Regions from separate parts of the Mus musculus genome. Here all the other regions are linked to region 3. A link is a contact called in public promoter capture Hi-C data. All regions are on one chromosome and are shown on one strand. The core of a region is the stretch at or near the end of the contact, and the rest is flanking DNA. Distances in the headings are between cores, read along the strand shown. Region 1 holds the start of Prpf8 (pre-mRNA processing factor 8). Region 2 holds the start of Rilp (Rab interacting lysosomal protein). Region 3 holds the start of Crk (v-crk avian sarcoma virus CT10 oncogene homolog).

Region 1 (4,375 bases), core at 1,033-3,532, 190 kb after region 3:
CTTAAGTTATTTTTGTTGTTGATGTTTTATTTTTTAGGACAGAGTTTCTCTGTCCAGCCTTATCAGTTATAGAACTCACTCTGTAAACCAGGCCATCCTCAAACTCAAAGTAATCAGACTCCCAAGTGCTGGGGTTACAGGCGTATGCTATTACCTTGCCCGGCAAGAAGTTGTTGTTATTGTTATTTCTTTTTTTTTTTTTTTTGCCGTCGTACTTTTATTCACATCATGTATTGTTATTTCTATTAATGGTTTTTTCAAGACAGAGTTTCTCTATATAGCTCTGGCTGTCTTGGAACTCACTCGGTAGACCAGGCTGGCCTTGAACTCTGAAATCAGCCTGCTTCTGCCTCTCGAGTGCTGGGATTCAAGGCGTGCACCACCACTGCCTGGCTAAGAAATTATTTTTTGGCTAAGAAATTATTTTTTGCAATAAAACTCTCAAGGTGGGGCTAGAAAGATGGCTCAGCAGTTAAGAGCACTGATTGCTCTTCCAAAGGTCCTGAGTTCAATTCCCAGCACCCACATGGTGGCTTACAACCATTTGTGATGGGATCTGATGCCCTCTTCTGGTGTGTCTGAAGACATCTACAGTACACTCATATAAATGAATTAAATAAATCTTTAAAAAGGAAAAAAAACAAAAACAAAACAAAACAAAAAAACTTCCAAGGCTTCCCCCACATCAATTAATTAACAGGCCAAATTTTTGTATCCAAATGGAATGTTAAGAATCTCTGCAGCTTGAGGTGGAAGAATTAACAGTAAAAGAGCGACCCCAGGAATGAACTATCCTAAACCTCTGAATGATAGTGACCAAAGAGGCATCCAGAATGCCTAGTGTCTTAATTTGAGCTTCAAACAGTTCCACAATACCAGACATTTTACAACAACACCAGCAGGGCAAAGCAAAACAATCAATGGCATAGGTAGACGATCTGGAAACTATCACAGAATCCCAGTGGTCCTAGCCTTACTCCTACAGTCATCCTATGTACAGCCTAGAGCCATGTTCCATGCTGGACACGGTGACATCTGCCTTCAATCCCAGCTCTTTGGAGGCAGAGGCATGGGGATCCCTATCGGTTAAAGGGCAGCCCGGTCTACAGAGCTAAATCCAGGGCAAAAATGCCCACACAGGGAAACTGTCTCAGTTAAAAAGTCACATTCCAAATGCTAGTCCCTCTATCCAGCACTGTCAATGAAGGGGCAGAGGAAGGAAAGAAGTCAAACTCCATATGATATTATCCTGGGATGTTACTCACCCCAAATAGACCCTTTTGTCATGACGGAACTTCCTGTTGGTCATGTCTCCATGGTCTCGAATGATCTTCCTGACATGTTCTGGTGGCATGTCTTCCTTCTGAGCATCCACAAACCCAAATTTCCGCTTCTCTGCATATCGCTTGGCCTGCAACTGCTGCCATTTTCGAGCTAGAAAAGCACCTCAGCTTAAAGGGCTGCACACATTTACCCTAATTATCCCTAACTCTTGCCCTGGGGCAACCCTCGGCATGCTGTGAAGAGAAATACTCACTGCCAAGTATCCTGCCATTTTACTACCCCAAACCACCTGATATTTTTGCTATAGATGTTTTGGGGAGGGTTGTTGTCTAATTCCTACATAGTAATGCAAACCCTATAAGGAAACAGGTTTTATCGTCATTGATGCATTTTACACACACACACGTACACAATAAGCTCCTGCAAAATAACAGGCACTTCCAAACTTTCAATGATTGGACTCAATTTTTAAAAATGTAAATACTGCTAATAAGCACACCCCTGATGACCTGCCTATGGAGGGAAGAAATGAAACCCGCCTACACGTTCGAGCCCGCGCACGCCGTTCCCGTTCGCCTCTCACCTTTCTCCTGCAGCTTCTCCTCTGACATATAATCCGGCAGCGGGGCTAGAGGGCCGGGCACCGGGTTACCCGGCCCTCGGTAAGGAAACACTCCGGCCATGCCGGGAGAATCTGGGATAGAGAGGCAGGCCAAAACTAATGAGCTAGGCCCGGGCCCACAAGGGGCAGATGGAACACGTCCGGAGCCCCCTGGCCTGCACTCTAGCCGGGCTGAGCGCTCGGGACCCGGGCCTGGCGCAGCTCCTCGGGCCGCTCGGCCCACTCGATTACCTTGCGCTCAGCCTCAGACGCCCACCACCCACCTGTCGCCCCTCACTCAGGTAGCGGCTAGGCTCGCAGAGCAATGGCGGAAAGACGACGTCCGCTCCGCGTTCCCAACTCCAGGAAGTGCGCAACCAGGCTCAGAAGCTCATCCAATAGACGCCGAGATGCTCTGATGGATTAGCGACATCTCCAATTGACGTTGCAGCCCGAGCCGGAGAGGCGGGTCTAAAAGCGGATTTCAGGGCGAGGGGTGTGGTCAGGGTAGGCTCACGCCCCGCCTTCTGCCAGTCAGTTTAGGAGCCCTCTCTAATAGATCTGACATTTAATTGGCTATTGATATTGTTCCTCAAAAGCCAAAGCCATACAATTTTAATAAGTTTGCGTACGTTGCACATTTCCCCTATATTTATTCTCATGAATTCAGAGCTGATATGTAGTACTAACTCCTACTCAATGAATCCTTTGTTCTTCTATTCCTTCATTACATTACTGTTAATAGTGGTAACTATGTACCAAAGAGTCAAATAACTCTTGGACCATCCAAGGCAGAAGGAAGGCTGGCAAAAATGTATGATGATCTGGGATGGGAATGTACTTCAGTTTGTACAGGAGGCCCTTGGTTCATTCCATTTCTGGCAATGCATAGACCTGTAGGATCTCAGCACTGGTGGGGGGTGGGGGGTGGGGGTGGAGGGGCGGGAGGTTAAAGGCAGAATAGTCATAAATTCAAAGTCTGGTCCTGGAAAGAGGACTAAACGATTAAGAGCTTTAGCTGTTCTTCTAGAGAACCTGGTGTGATCCCCAGCACATGGTGCCTCACGACTGTCCGAAACTCTGATTCTAGGGGGATCTGAAAACCCTCTTCTGCCCTCTGTAGATACAGAACACACATGGTGCACATACATACATGCAACCCAAACAACCCATATACATAAAATATTTTTTTTTCAAAAAGACATTCAAATTCTTCCTCGGCTATATAGTGTTTACCAAACCTCAAAAACAAAACAAAACAAAACAAAACAAAGAATCATTAATGTTTTGCCTTCATGTATGTCTGCCCACCACGGACATGCCTGGTACCCAGGGAGATTAAAAGAAGACATTAGCTCCCCTGGAATGGAGATAGGTATGATCTACCACTTGGGTGCTGGGAACCTGGGTCCCCTGCAAAAGCAGTAAATCTTTTTAACCCCTAAGCTGTCTCTCCCAACGCCTAAAGATTCTTGTAACACAGCATGATGAGCACTGGCAAGCATAGCATGGTAATCTGACTTCAGGGCGCCAGATTTTGAGCTTAATGCTTGATTATTAGAAGTAACGTACTAGATTTAATGCCTGGAGCTTCAAGCAACAAAATTAACTGAAGAATAAAAATAAAAACCCTGCCAGCCATGATGGTAATCCCAGAACTTGAGAGGCAGAGGCAGGTGATCTCTGTGTTTTCAAGGCCAGCCAAATCTACATAGCAAGTTCCAGTACAGCACAGCCAAGGATCTAGAGAGAGACTGTATCAAAACAAATAATCGTGCTTCTTTGGGAGATGGAAAGGAGATAACCTAGAAAACTTAGAAATGTCTCTGGGGAATTTCACTGGTAACGACCTTCTTCTCTCATTTCTCTTTCCTCTATCTGGCAACGATCACTCTAACGCATGCTATAGACAAGAAAAAAAAATGTTCTGTGTAAATCATAAACCAATAAAGACCTTAGAAGGAAGCTTAGGAAAAAATATAGGAGCAGGACTGAGGATGTAGCTGACTGTAGAGCATTTCCAAGTATTGCAAGGAGAGTCTATATTATAGCCTGACGAGGAAAGATGGATGAGAAGGATTTGACTGCAGCAAAAGATCAGAAACAAAGTAATTCCAGGTGGCCAGAACAGCTACAATACTTTTCTCTCCACAATGTTAAGAATTGAGCCCAGGGCTGGGCAGTGGTGGTGCACACCTTTAATCCCAGCACTTGGGAGGCAGAGGCAGGCAGATTTCTGAATTCCAGGCCAGCTACAAAGTGAGTTCCAGGACAGCCAGGGTATACAAAGAAACCCTGTCTTAAAAGAAAGAAAGAAAGAAAGAAAGAAAGAAAGAAAGAAAGAAAGAAAGAAAGAGAGAAAGAAAGAAAGAAAGAGAGAAAGAAAGAAAGAAAAGGAATTGAGCTCAGAACTTGACCCAGGCTCCCTCCCCGACTGAGCAGACTCCAGTCTCCTAACATAACCTGTGGAAAGAGTATTTTTCAACACTG
Region 2 (4,351 bases), core at 62-2,561, 170 kb after region 3:
AAGAACACGTTGGCTTTGAGCTCATTCCGCTCCTGAAGGATTTGCTTAAGCTCTTCCCTGCTGAATCCACACTGGACAGCTTCTGGAAGGTTCCCTGGCTGCTTCTGAGTATCCACCTGTACAAGGTCAGGAATGGTCAGAGAGCAGTCTGTCTTAGCTCTTCCCTAAGTCCCAGCGCTCACAATAATATTATGGGAAGTGTCTGCTGGGAAAACTTAGAGGACAAAGTTGCTGCTACATAGGTGTACATAGCACACAACTGCTGTTGCTACCTTCCAACTTCCTGGGTACCTTCTATACTGCATGGTACATCCATGCCAGGTAAACCCAGGCTGGGTCATCAACTGCTGAATGCTGTGAGCTCTGGGATGTATTTTGACTTCGCTCCGTCTCTTACCGGGTCATCTGAGGTTGCCGCATCAGGTTCCAAGCTCTGTTCTTTAGCCAGCTGGCTGGAGCCATCCTGAGCTATCTGGCGCTCCCTCTCCCGGTCCTGGGCGGCCCTCAACTGGGTCTGCACTGCAGCCAGCTTGTGCCGCAGCTCAGAGTTGATCAGCAGGAGGCGCTGTAGCTGTTCCTGCAGCTAGGGGGTGGAGCGAGAGAGCTAGGGGCGGGGCTCCGAGGGCCGTAGCGGCCCCACCCCACTCCGCCTGGCCCCGCCCTCACCGCTTCGGTCTCTTGGCTTCGGCGCTGCAGATCTCGGTTGTGTGCCCGAAGCTCATCCCGCTGTCTGTCTGTCACCTCCTTGAGCTGTCGGAGCAGCGCGCGCTCCTCTGAGGAAGGGGTGTCTTTAGCACTACCGATCTCTGGGGTACGCAGGCCCCGGCTGCCCCCAGCTCGCTCTGCTCCGGTGGGACCCTCACTCACCCTGCGGCCCGGAGCCTAGCTCCTGGCGGAGGCGTTGGTTCTCCTCGCGCAGCCGCCGCAGCTCCACTTCTGCCTGCTGTGCGGACACCTGCAGCTGGGGGAGCCAGGGGTCTCAGGGTTAGGCCTGCCGGCTCTCAGGGGTAAAAGGAGGAGCCGGTGACTCACCGAGTCCGGAGCCGGCCCCACGGCGGCCTTTTCCAAGAGCTCCAGCGCCCGCACGACTAGTGGCACCAGCCCAGCCGCCGCGTCGGGTCCGAAGCGGCGTGCCAGCCCCTGTAGCTCAGTGCCCAGAGCCCCCGCTAGATGGTACACGAGCTCGGCGGCTGACCCTGCGCCCACTGAAGAAGAGGCCTGACTGGGTAGCCTGGGCGCTGCCCTCCTGGGCTCCATTTTTTCCTCTCTTAAGGTCAAAAGCCACCCACACCCTTAACTGGTGCAGGAAAAAGCTTAACAGTTCCGGCCCAGGAAGTTTAGGGCCATAAGGGGCGGGGTAGAAGCAACCCGGGAGGAACAAATAGGGAAAAAGGCCCTGGAGTGGGAGAGTGCTCTGGGCTCCCTGTGCCCTACAAGGTCACTGGATACAGGTCGGCCAACTTCCAGGCAGGTATCCAAGAGTTGAGGACTAGAGCTGTAAGTGGTCACTTCAGGCAAGCCCTCCCCATAGCGCCTGACCCGGGCTCCACCCCTGGACTTGGCTGCCAAGAGGTGAAAGACTGAAGGTCAGCAAACAGCCTCTACTGGACTGCAGGGACAGTCACTTAAGTATGTTCCCCCACTAGGAACCACACAGTTTACAAAAATGAACGAGACCGGGCACTACAGCTATAGGAGGACCACACAGTCCAAGAAGTGATGTTGAAAATAGGTAGACTCCAAGTACTTTTACAGAGAAACCAGCAAATATGCTCAAAGTAATAAGCCAGCCCCAACTCAGCTCCCTGAGTCTAGGGAGCCTCTAAGCCTCCAGCGGAGAAGGCCTCAAGGCTCTGAAGGCAGGGCCCAGTACCTTGCTGTCAACTGCCCAAGCTAGTCCCCAATCCTCAAACGCCTATGCCCAGAATTTGACCTCATAACAGCAAGAAAACAAAAGCACTATTTATAAAATTTATTACATTTTGTTCAGGATTACAATCTATCAACAACACAAGCACAGAACGCAAAGGGGCTGACTGCTGAATGTCAGCAGCTTGTCTGGGGAGGGCGTTCAAGAGGCTCCAGGCTTTGGGGATCTGAAGCAGAAGGAAGTAACTAGGCATAGAGGTCCTCTCTGTCTGCAGAGTAGACCTCACCCTCCTGCAGAAGGGCGAAGTTGAGGAAGTGGGAGGGCCTGTGGACCTCATGGTAGAATTCCTTGGGGTTTGCCAGCTGCAGCTCGTATTTCATGTTGGGATCATGTCGAACACCTAATGGGAGGGGAAACATCAGAAGTTAATAAGGTTCTGCCTGCCTCACCCAGCCTGGGCCCCTGGACCGTTTCCAAGGCAGCCAGACCTCAAGATGACAAGATGACCAAGCATGCTGGTCACCTGTCTCTACCCCACACTTCCTAGGCACACACAACCACGTACCCATAAAGTTGTAGTTCCAGGAGGACTGGGCGGGGACCATGAAGAAGCCGAGGAATCGGTCAGACAGGAGCATCTGAACCCTCTCGTAGTGCGAGGGTAGGTAGCCTTTGGGGTTGTTGCCTTTGTCTGTGTTCTGCCGGCCCCACTCATACCCACTGGGTGTCAGCTTGTAGGCTGTCAGTGTGCAGGAGCCTGGTGTGAAGCTGGGGTGGGGGGGACAGGGACAGGGTAAGCGCTCAAGCCACCAATCCAGGTCCTGGCCTGCAATGCCTGCTCTATAATATTTCCACCCAAGAGGCCCACACCAACCTGCACGTGATGATAATAGTCTTCTCCCCATCCCAAGATGGGTTGTCAGCCATGATTTTGGCATGAGTGGTGACATCTTGGGGTGATAGCTGGGGGGATTCATTGGGCTGAGTGTGGATCCAACCTAAGGGTTCCATCTCCTGTAGGCAAACAGCAATAAAGAGATGTTCAACCCATCTGCAGACAAATGTCCCCCATTAGGGTAGCACGACAGTGAGTGCACTCCCAGGCTCCACCACCACTAACCTTGAGGTACTCATGCTGGGGCAGCTGGCTGGGCAGGTGCACAGTCTGGTGCGTGCCCCACTGCGGCACCATCACAATACAACGGATCTCCTTCACCTGAGGGTTATCTGGAGGGCTCACCCCATACAGGTATCCTGCAATCTAGAGATGAGATCAGAAGGTATTCTTAGTACCAACCCAGAATGCCAGAAGTTTTTAAAATTTTATTGTTGGGGCTGGAGAGATGGCTCACTGGTTAAGAGTACTGGTTGCTCTTCCAGAGGACCTGCCACATGGTGGCCTACAACTGTCTGCAACTCCAGTTTTAGGACCTTCTTTTGCTCTCTACAGGTACTGCCTGAATATGGTGTACAGAAAAAACTCCTACATACAAAAATATTTTTAGCCGGGCGTGGTGTCACACACCTTTAATCCCAGCACTTGGGAGGCAGAGGCAGGTGGATTTCTGAGTTCGAGACCCGCCTGGTCTACAAAGCGAGTTCCAGGACAGCCAGGGCTACACAGAGAAACCCTGTCTCAAAAACAAAAATGTTTTTAATGTATTATTATTCTGTATGGCACTGAGTGTATGTGAAGGTCAGAGGAAAATTCTATGGGACAGGCTCTCCTTTCACCTATACAGGGGTTCTGGAGCATCAAACTCAGCTTGTCCGGCTCCTGTGAGAAGTGCTTCACCCACTGAGCCACCTCAGCGGCCTCAGGGTTTTTTTCTTCTCAAGAAACCAAACCCAGGTGTGCATAGGTAATGCATCCCGGGTAAGCATTCTGTGGTTGAGCTTTCTCTATATCTGTAGCCTTTTTTTTTTTTTTAAAGATTTATTTATTTATTATATGTAAGTACACTGTAGCTATCTTCAGACACTCCAGAAGAGGGTGTCAGATCTCACTGCAGATGGTTGTGAGCCACCATGTGGTTGCTGGGATTTGAACTCAGCACCTCTGGAAGGGCAGTCAGTGCTCTTAACCACTGAGCCATCTGTCTCTCTGTCTCTCTCTCTCTGTCTCTCTCTCTCTCTCTCTGAAACAGGGTCTCGCTATGTAGCTCTGGCTGTCTTGGAACTCACTATGTAGACCAAGTTGGCCTCGAACTCACATAGAACTCTGTTATAAAAGAACTTTTCTTTAAAAAAATATATATTAATTTCCTTTATGTATGTGGGTATACTGTCACTGTCTTCAGACACAGCAGAAGAGGGCATCAGGTCCTAGTTTTACAAAATGTTTTGATACCCCTTTGTGCTGTCTTTTTAAAGTTATTCATTCATCCATAAATTTTGAAATAAGCACCTCAAAAAAAAACCGGGCGTGGTGGCGCATGCTTTTAATCCCAGCACTTGGGAGGCAGAGGCAGGCAGATCTCT
Region 3 (4,077 bases), core at 185-2,684:
GAATTCCCTTAACATTGCCAAGACAACTGCAATAAGACAGCTAAGACAGTTAAAACTCAATGGTCCTTGACGAGGAAACAGTGGGATAATTATTCTTGGTGTTTATCTGCTAGCCAGGTCTGTTCTCATATCCTGGAAGATTTTGACCACAACACCAACTTAGAGAGCAAGAAAAGACCCAGAAGTACGTGTCTGACACTTTTTAAGTAAATCCAGGGAGAATGAAGTGCCATTCACTTCCAAGGTTGTTCTCACTGGCTTATGCCTGTTTGTTTGTTTGTTTGTTTGTTTTCTAAAGGAAAAAAATCTTCCTCCACTAATCACTTTGAAACTAGAAACTCTAGTTGCAGCGGGCAGTTTTTTTGGACACTTAAAACCTCTTGGACACAATTTGCCTGCTAGGCTTCAATTACGCGGGGCTGGTCACAGAAGGATTTTTTTTCTATCACCAAGTCACTTAGTTCACCACCTTCCACAAGGGAAGAGCACGGTAAAGATATTTTGGAAAAATGCCCAAGAAAGGAAAAAGCTGACCGGCTTCCTGAGGGTGTCTCCATCCCTCCCAGCCAGCCAGTCAGTACGTGGTGACTTCCTACCGAAGGCCACCAGGGGAGTATGGCCAAACCCGGCTCTAACACTGCAGGAAACGTTTCAAGCCTAAAAGCCACTTGTAGGATTAGCAGAGCCATTCTGAGTACCACTGCCAAATGATGTCCCCGTAACATCCCCATTAACTCATTGTCCCCAAGTTGCCTAGCCCTGCCCTGCCCTTGGGCCTGACCCTGGCGCCCAGCCCCACCCCGGGGCCGCAGCAGTTCCCCTTCCCCGGCTCCCAAGGCACACCCAGAGGCCTCGGTGAGCAGCTCCTCCTCCCCCACAATCCCGCTCATCGGTGGGAACCAGCTTGCTCAGAAGACAGCTCCCCCGCCAGGTTCACTCTAGCCCTCTCTGCCCACGTCCCTCCTGCAGCAGACCAGGGTTCTACGGCCCTCACCCCCGCCCGGGCCTCCCACCCGCCTGTCCCTCACCCGGCGGAGGCTGAGCGGGCGACGGAGGCACTGGAGGGCGCGGGCCGCTGCTGTTGATGATGTAGTGGGAGACGCGCGAGTTTTCGGAGACGCTAAGCACATAGTCCCCGGGGCTGGTGCTCGAGTCCCGCACCAGGAACACCCCGTGCCGCTGGCCCTGCAATAGCGCCACCGCCTCCTGCCGGCTCAGGCGGCCCCAGTACCAGCTACTCCGCTCCTCCGAGTCGAAGTTGCCCGCCATGGCCGCCTCCGCGCTTTCACGCTGGGCCGCCGCCGGCACGCGCGCCCCTCCAGCCCTGGCGCCCGCCGCCCAGCGGACCGGCTCCGGTGTCAGCCTCCCAGCAGCGCCCGAAATGGCGGCGGCGGCCGCGGGCCTTCCCCACCGGAAATGACGCGCCCTCTACCCGAGGGAGGCTGCCGGGAAGGGGACCGACGCCCGCCATTGGGAGAAGGGAAACGGAGTCCTTGGGGCCCTCAGTGCGCATGCGGCGTCCTGGGCGTCGCCGCCAGGCCCAGACCCCAACCGCGGAGGATGGGGAGGCGGAGTCTAGGTCTAAGGGGCGGAGCCTCAACCTACAAATTGACTGATCCGTGTTTGACAGATTGGTAGCGGCCGGTCTTTTCTCCCAGAACCTACAAGTAGCAACACCAAGAAAAGGACTGAAGTTAAAAAAGATGATGTGGTCCGAGGATGATAGTCGCCCTCAAAGCTCCCTGACTTGCTGGTCTTTTCCCCGTGTTTCCTTCGGTTTCCCCCGAGGTCAGCTGAAGTTCTTGTTATCTATGAGCAGCCACAGATACCGCATTTGCCGCGCAGGTGCAGTGCTGACCCAGACTGGCTTTAAGTCACTGAATTCACACACCTATGGGAGGGACCAGGAAACAACATCTGCTATGGGGGCGGGGGGGGGGCAGAAACACAAGGAAATCAACTAAGTAGTCCTGGAGAGACCCAAGGGCTGGGTAAAGTGACTCATGACAGTTATCCCAACCTCTCAGGAGTTGAGACAGGAGGATCCCTGTGAGTCTGAGGCCCTGTATTATAAAACCAAAACAAATAAGAGGAAGGGGTCCACAGATAAGATGACCTAGGGTGAATGGTAGGATGTTAAATGAAGTGGGGAAGGGTACTCAAGGCAAAGAAAACAAAATGCCCAGCCAGGCCAAAAAAAAAAAAAAAAAAAAATGGAGTTCTCTCTATTGGGGCTCCCATATCCACCAGCCAGATTTTTTTTTAAACTCTCAGTTGTAGCCAGGTGTATCTCCTACTTTTACTTCCTTCATGATCATCTTCATCTATCTCAAAAAATTAATAAAAAAATGGGGGAGGGAAGGGTTTCTCTGTATAGCTCTTGCTATCCTGGAATTCACTTTATAGACCAGGCTGACCTCGAACCCAAAGATCCACCTGCCTCTGCCTCCCAGTGCTGGGATTAAAGGTGTGTGCCACCATTGCATAGCTGTTACTACTGTGTTTTGTATATAGTGAGACCCGGTCTCACTACAAAACCAAAGTTATCCTTAGCCTAGTCAATAGCTCCGGCCTTCCAGAGCTCCCACCCATAGTCTGGGCCAGCCCTGGGAGAGACAGCAGGGAAAAGGGCCCCTTCCTTGTTACCAGTGACTCATCTTGATCTAGCTTAGTCACCAGGAACTAGCAGCAGAAGCCATCCAGTGTAAATTCTGGCCCTTTGGGGCAAATGACTATCCTCTCTCCCTTTTCAGGACAGCTGAGCTTCAAGGCAAGACCTTACAAGAGACTCTGGGAAACAACAAATCCAATTCCCAGGATAAGTGAAAAGGAAAGAGAGATTTGGTTTGTTTGTTTGTTTGTTTGTTTGTTTAGACAAGGTCCCACTATGCAGTTCTGGGTGGCCTAGAACTTGCTGTGTACATTAGCCTGGCCTCAAACTGTCAGACACCAGTCTGCCTTTGCCCCCCCCCCCCAGGAAGGCATATTCATTCATTTACTATTGCATACTCTTATATGCTGGCCTCCAATTCACTACAGAGCTGTGGATGACCTTCAACTTCTGATCCTCCTACTTTCACTTCCAGAGTGCTGGGGTTGCAGGTGTGCACCCCTATGCAAGGATCTTTTTGTTTTCCATATTCTGTTATTTTTTATGTTTATTTACTTATGTATTTACTTATTTATGTGTGGCCTGGGTGTGAAGGTCAGAGGACAGTGTGGGGGAGTTGGTTCTTTTCTTCTGCCATGTAGGCACTAGGGTTCAAAACTCTGGACCTGAGACTTGGCAGCAAAACCTCTTTACTCCCTGAGCCATCTCACCAGCCCTCCCCTTCCTCATTTATTTTTTATTTTTTAATTTTTAGATGGAGGCTCACCTGTTTGGGCCTGAAATTCACTATGTAGATCACACTGGCTAGCCTCAAAGTCATGGAGATCTACCCACTTCTGCCTCTCAAGTAGAATTAAGGGTCTTGAAGGTGTGTACCACCACACCTGGCCTTCATGCTTCTTTTGAAAGACCCTTTTCAGAGGGATGGAGAGATAGTTCAGCAGTTAAGAACATTTGCTGTTCTTAGAGAGGAACCAGATTTGAATCCAAGCACTCACATGACAGCTCATACCCATCTGTAACTCCATCTCCAGGTGTTCAGCACCCTCTCCTAAGACTCCCACAGGTACAAAGACGTTCATGCAGGCAAAACACTAACATATATATTTCATAAAATTAAAAAAAAGAAATTTCGGCCGGCTGGTGGTGGAGCATGCCTTTAATCCTAGCACTCGGGAGGCAGAGGCAGGCAGATTTCTGAGTTTGAGGCCAGCCTGGTCTACAGAGTGAGTTCCAGGACAGCCAGGGCTACACAGAGAAACCCTGTCTCAAAAAAACCAAAAAAAGCCGGGTGTGGTGGCGCACGCCTTTGATCCCAGCACTCGGGAGGCAGAGGCAAGCGGATTTCTGAGTTCGAGGCCAGCCTGGTCTACAAAGTGAGTTCCAGGACAGCCAGGGCTATACAGAGAAACCCTGTCTCGAAAAACCAAAAAAAAAAAAAAAAAAAAAAAAAAGCAGGGAGGAGA

What was found. Capture Hi-C pulls out chosen DNA fragments and counts their contacts.
Region 1: a promoter capture Hi-C map of adipose tissue shows a contact between it and region 3. The contact joins the promoter of Prpf8 here to the promoter of Crk in region 3. A contact is called at or near these places in 7 of 39 promoter capture datasets (the 3T3-L1 cell line, the C10 cell line, the HPC-7 cell line and 3 more), 2 of 484 Hi-C or Micro-C datasets (CD8 T cells and natural killer cells), 3 of 115 datasets of contacts at active chromatin or transcription factors (effector CD8 T cells, extraembryonic endoderm stem cells and pancreatic cancer cells) and 3 of 9 other capture datasets (adipose tissue, liver and pancreatic islet).
Region 2: a contact with region 3 is called in a promoter capture Hi-C map of adipose tissue. The contact joins the promoter of Rilp here to the promoter of Crk in region 3. A contact is called at or near these places in 8 of 39 promoter capture datasets (3T3-L1-derived adipocytes, embryonic stem cells, hippocampal neurons and 3 more), 6 of 484 Hi-C or Micro-C datasets (CD4 T cells, embryonic stem cells, group 2 innate lymphoid cells and 2 more), 6 of 115 datasets of contacts at active chromatin or transcription factors (bone marrow-derived macrophages, embryonic stem cells, epiblast stem cells and 3 more) and 4 of 9 other capture datasets (adipose tissue, liver, macrophages and 1 more).

Annotation. Positions count from the first base shown.
Region 1 is chr11:75,484,684-75,489,058 of GRCm38.p6, reverse strand. Prpf8 (pre-mRNA processing factor 8) reads right to left here and starts at 2,282. Exons shown (of 42, transcript NM_138659.2): 1 at 1,868-2,282; 2 at 1,266-1,434. The coding sequence starts at 1,967.
Region 2 is chr11:75,507,054-75,511,404 of GRCm38.p6, reverse strand. Rilp (Rab interacting lysosomal protein) reads right to left here and starts at 1,311. Exons shown (of 8, transcript NM_001029938.2): 1 at 1,033-1,311; 2 at 868-961; 3 at 667-773; 4 at 398-583; 5 at 1-116. The coding sequence starts at 1,257. It overlaps Prpf8 (pre-mRNA processing factor 8), which reads right to left. Exons shown (of 42, transcript NM_138659.2): 39 at 2,991-3,131; 40 at 2,745-2,884; 41 at 2,436-2,638; 42 at 1,958-2,270. The coding sequence ends at 2,116.
Region 3 is chr11:75,676,616-75,680,692 of GRCm38.p6, reverse strand. It overlaps Crk (v-crk avian sarcoma virus CT10 oncogene homolog), which reads right to left and starts at 1,434. Exons shown (of 3, transcript NM_133656.5): 1 at 1,029-1,434. The coding sequence starts at 1,269.